2 separate regions of the Mus musculus genome follow, and region 1 is linked to region 2. The links are chromatin contacts, called in public promoter capture Hi-C maps. All regions are on one chromosome and are shown on one strand. The core of a region is the stretch at or near the end of the contact, and the rest is flanking DNA. Distances in the headings are between cores, read along the strand shown.

Region 1 (2,700 bases), core at 38-2,537, 3.5 Mb before region 2:
TGGTGGAGACCAAGCCTAGGGCTTTGCCAATGCTCCACAAACAACAACCACCAAGCTATTGAATTCTGAAGACTGGATTCTAGTTTAGGCCGATCATCCGTGAAAGGAAGTCATCCCGTTTTCTAAGCCAAACTGAATTCACATTATCAGATATTTTCAAACTAATTCTTGTACTTTGCACAGCCCGAAGCGTTGCAGAAGCTAGGCCAAAGGTGAGCCACATGCTGCCTGAATTTGAGTTTTCACCAGCTACCTGGTTTAGGACAAAAATATCATTTGGGGCCATTTATTTAAGCAAATGGATTCCCCTCTACCCTTCTACCAAAAGTTTACTTCCAAACCAGGAACAGAAATCCAAGCAACCTTGACGCTGTTTGAAGGCATAAAAAAGCTTAGGGAGAACCGACCAACCCGCTCTTACGCTCTTACGCAGGGTAACTAGGTCAGCTCATTGCTCCAGGGAACCCCAACTGTAACTCAAACACAGAATTAACTCTAGTCCTATATTCTATGCAAATGCATTTCTCGCTACAGTTTTCATCTTCTAAAATGCAGATTTGACTTGAGGAACAAAGGTGCTTCCTCAGCATTCTTAGCATCTTCCCAGACTACCTTGCAATTTGGTGCTGTTAGCTGAAAACCACACCTGATAACAAAAGCCAAGCAGTAGCTCTGTTGTTTTTGGCGGCTTCTGCATCTTCTCCTATTTTTGCGAAGTTGGGGGAAATGGATTTTATGCAAATCCAAACAACTGATGATGAGTTCGTTGATCTAGATGAGTAAAGAGATGCTGTGGGAGGGAACAGAGTTTTACATCTCTAAGAACTGAAGACTCCTGGATGATCTTTGTCAAGGCATCTTATAGAGGGACAGGGTCAAGAGAAAGGAGAGAAAATTATCCAAAGTCTCATTTCTCAGAAACGGACTTTCTGAAGTTTTCTCAGTGTCCCGCAATGGGGCTAGCGCTGGGAAAGGTGCCCGGAGCCCCTACCTGAGTTCCTGAGCTTCTTGTTGCGGTACACAGACAGGATGACCAGCAGGTTGCCCAGAATGTCCACCACGATGGTAAAGATGAGGATGAAGGCCAGTGTAGAGGCCAGCCAGGACGGTCGTGGTCTCCCTCCCTCCCCGCCGCCTGGAGCCTGCTGAGTGGCATTGAGCAGCTCGCTGACATTGCCCTTCATGGTCCCCTGGGTGCCTCACCGCAGCACAGCCAGGGCCATTGTCCTGTCGCCCCGGAGCCCTCAACTGCTCAGCTCTGCTCGAGCCCTCTCCGCCACTTTTTATGGCCCTCCCGCGTCTACTTTGCATCCTTATGATTGCTTCGCGGCTGTCCTGCCCACTCCAGCCCCTCCCGGTGGTAGGACACCCTCTCTGCACTTGGCCACTGCCGCCTGCTGACACCTGCTGTCCACTGCCCAGCAACTTGGACTCGGAGGTCCCACAGTGCGTGCACGTTGCGCCCCCGTGTGGCGAGACTCGGTGAGACACGTGGAGGCATCAAGTGGAGGGAAACTTGCACCCTGGAAGGCCTCGATTCACGAACTTGAATCCTAACCAGGACTAGATGCCCTGGATGTCTTATCCGGAAAATGAAGATGAAAATAGAATCTAACTCATCAACTTTAATAGTCAATGATGTGTAAAAATAAAGTAATAATGATATTAAATCACACCCTTTCCGTCTGGCATAGCACGATTTAATGTCTGTTCTGGGTGTTTCTGGCAATTAAACGAAACAAAATGTAAATATTTGCAGATGACAGGTGTATATGTTCTTTTGAAACTATCAGTGAAAACAGAAACTTGAGATAATAGAAGCAGACGTAGAACCACAGTGTAAGATTTCTGGGAAGTGCATTAGCCAGCTCTGTACAGAATGGAACAAAACCCCAAAACTTTCTTCAACATGGGGAAGGAGACTTACACAAAACATATGATGTTCTCATATTGAACACTTAAATTTTCATGCTCTCCATATATTTTATGGCTGTCCAATTCCTAAGCATTTCCAAAGTCCCTTTGAAAGAGTGAAGAAAAATGAAGAAAATACATTTTAAGAAGATGAATACCAGAAAAGCATGACATGACAATATTAAAATCTGTATTAAAATTAAACAATGTGTCGTAGCTCTGGAGGCTGAGGCAGGAGAATCAACACCAGTTTGGGGGCATCTTGAGCTGTGTGGTCAATCAGTGTTGCTGTATAAAATCCTGTCTCAACAAATCATATTAAGTAAAATGGTTGTGTTCATCAATAATTTCAAGAAGAAATGCAATGCAGAATTGAGGGGCCTGAGCGTGTGGCTCTGTCGTTAGGGCTCCTGTGCAGCATTTGCAAAATCTTAGACTCCATTTCTAGTGCTGTATAAACTGGATGTGGCACCTCAGTCACGTAACCCCAGCACCCAGGAGGGAAGGCAAAGGATCAGAGGTTCAAGGTCATCCTCCGCTGTTCAGGACAAACCTGGGATGTGCGAGATTTCATCTAAACCGAGAATAAAGCACAGAATTAAGAAGGTTAATGTTTTAAATTAGCAATGAGGGAAATCGGTGATGGACAGGAAGATATGTTTAAGGGAATGTGGGTAAGTGAGTCTCTAAACTTGAGGTAAGGAAGGGCCCCCTCACTAAGTGAGCATGAGAGGGAGAGTGGGACCGAACCCCATCATCGTGAGCATAGAAAAGACCCATGAGCTT
Region 2 (2,700 bases), core at 198-2,697:
ACATTCAAGAAAGGTGTCCAGGGAGAAAGAATATGATATCAGACAGAAATGGAATTACAAGAAACCTAGAAGACTGTTAAAATAGAATTAATGAACGCTGGAGTCATGAGAGACCAACACCTGCCCAGTTATCTCTCAAGCTGGCTTGTCCTTTTGGATACTAGATAGGCAGGTCCCTGAGTGGCCTGAGGGAAGAGGAGAAGGACCATGACAAATCCAGAGAACCAAGAGACTATGAACTCATGAAGTGTAGCACCGGACAGCTCCAAATGCCTTCCACTGTTATTACAGTGTATGTTCAGAGGCGAAGCAAATTAAGTCTGGCGTACTGAAGAAGGTATCTGTTCAAAGGGCTGGAAACCCAGACTCTGCCTACAGACTCAAGCTGACATTGCAACAAATAGAACAGGAGGGAATAAATTCTACAGGCAGAGCAGCTCTTTGAAAGAGCCTTAGCTGCTTCATAGAAATAAGAAATGGACTTCAGAAGAGGAAGTGTTTCATTTGGGGAGTGTATGTGGGTGGTTGCAAACTTGAGGGCTTTATATGTCCATTTGAGCTCTGTACCATTTGGATTTATGCTGATGTGTAGTGAAACTTACCATGCTATTATTAGTACCTACCCATGCTTAGCATTTTGCAAGTAAAGGGGAAGATGGTTTTTCTGGTCCCCATTGGTTAGGGAAAGCCAACTAAGTGAGAACAATTGTGACTTATGTCACTCTCAGCCTGGAGCCAGGAAAAGTTTGTTCTGCCAAGAATATGGAGTTTGTAGACAGACAAGATTAAAGTGTTCTCAGTTGCTGATTCGTGGCATAGAAGACACCAGCAACAGCAGGTGTCCACAAAGAACTCATATGTAGTGTGTTAAGCCATTGGGCAAACAATTAAGACAAGACATAAACAACTTTCTACAGTTTTAGTCCACCCAAAGCACTTTCAGTGTCTCCAGAAAAACACAAAGGAAAGAAAATCAGGTGGTTGGTAAGGTAGGGGCGGGGCCGGGGGGCCGAAGAGTGGGGAAGCCTTGAGAAGAGAAATATTTCCAAATCCTCGCTCGGTTTTTACTTTCATTGTATCATAGAGCAGAAGGCTGTCTTGCTCTGATCATGTGCATGAGCATAAGCTGTGATAGCAGGGCCGACCTGTGTAATCTCACTGGGCTTGCTTATCAGAACAAGACGATACTAAAAACACAAAATCTCCGAGGTGATGAAAATCTCTCCATTTCGCCATCGGTTGAAAATGCTGCGGGCCCGCAGCCAGAAAGCGTTCTCGGGCTGCATCTTTTTTTTTCAGCGGCCTCGACTAAGCAGCTGCAATTCCCTTTTATGTGCCAACCTCCTCAGCCTTTCTTTTAATGGGAGGTCTGCCTCTCATCACCGGGATGGAACAGTACATTTTCTGACTTCTCTCAAAAAAAGCAGACTTTCTGATACATAAGCTGCGGGCAGGGTGGAGTGAGGCATGAAGACAGATCCCAGAAAGCTTGTTTCAGGCAGGATATATGAATGCTGTACACAGGGCAAAGTAGACTTTTGAAGTGCCTGCCATCACTGAGCAAAACTCAAGAGTAGTACCCAGGGGGCCTCGTGGGCGCAATAAGTCAAGGGAGAAAGAGCTGTTAGAAATGAACATTCGAACTGATTAATTCTATCAATGAACGAAGAGCTCTGTGACACTGGACAGACTGGCACAATGCTTTAAAGAGTGAAGCCAAGGGGTTTTCTGGTATTTCCTGTTCTGGGAACTATTCTATACCACCAAAAGATGATCTTAATTTTTGAAAAACCCTAAAAATCAAAAAGTGGATCTAATTATAATAATATAAAGCTCAGCTATTAGAGATTAAATGATATGAGAAAAGTATTTATTTATTTATTTATTTATTTATTTATTTATTTATTTATTTATTAAAAACATTCATTATACATCTGTCATATGTCTGACCCTGAACAGTCAGGCCTAACTCATGCAATGGGTGATGTTCTGAGATACCGTTTTCTCCCCTACCTGTACCTTTCCCCTTTCCTAGTGTAGCAAGAACTCTCCCTCCTCCTGACGACTACTGAGAGCACTCATTCTCCTGCAGCAAAAGCCGTGCGGCCCCAATCCCAGCAAGTTCCGTAACCTCTGTGCCTCAGTTGCCTTGTCTACAAGATAGGAACAACAGCACTGATGCTTTTAAAAATTCAAGTGGGAAAAGCTCAGATCAGAGGAGAGACCCAAAGCCAACTGAATTGGTGTGTGTTGGGGGAGGGGTGTCCCATGACAAAGCCCACAAAAGAAAAACATTACTTTCAAACAAATGATGGGGTTGGTGGTGTTAAGTCGGTAGTAGAGCACTGTCCTGACCGGTGTGTTATCTGGGACTCTGACTTCTCTCAAAAAGCAGACTTTCTACCCAAGGAGCTAAAGGGATCTGCAACCCTGTAGGTGGAACAACATTATGAACTAACCAGTACCCCGGAGCTCTTGACTCTAGCTGCATATGTATCAAAAGATGGCCTAGTCGGCCATCACTGGAAAGAGAGGCCCATTGGACTTGCAAACTTTATATGCCCCAGTACAGGGGAACGCCAGGGCCAAAAAGTGGGAGTGGGTGGGTAGGGGAGTGGGGGAGAAGTTATGGGAGACTTTTGGGATAGCATTGGAAATGTAAATGAGGAAAATACCTAATAAAAATATTAAAAATAAATA

What was found. Promoter capture Hi-C pulls out the DNA fragments that hold promoters and counts their contacts.
Region 1: a contact with region 2 is called in a promoter capture Hi-C map of hippocampal neurons, with 2.1 times the contacts expected there. The contact joins the promoter of Mtnr1a here to the enhancer-like site in region 2. A contact is called at or near these places in 7 of 39 promoter capture datasets (the 3T3-L1 cell line, cranial neural crest, frontonasal cranial neural crest and 3 more) and 5 of 484 Hi-C or Micro-C datasets (3T3-L1-derived adipocytes, cerebellum, cortical neurons and 1 more).

Annotation. Positions count from the first base shown.
Region 1 is chr8:45,067,694-45,070,393 of GRCm38.p6, reverse strand. Mtnr1a (melatonin receptor 1A) reads right to left here and starts at 1,287. Exons shown (of 2, transcript NM_008639.3): 1 at 992-1,287. The coding sequence starts at 1,184.
Region 2 is chr8:41,560,753-41,563,452 of GRCm38.p6, reverse strand. No RefSeq gene overlaps it. Among named protein-coding and RNA genes, the nearest start is that of Gm50494, 140 kb to the right of the region's middle. Within about 2 kb of position 1,447, at least 6 of the 459 cell types and tissues checked have an H3K27ac peak or open chromatin away from gene starts, as enhancers often do. A contact at or near this core is called in hippocampal neurons, where this site is marked.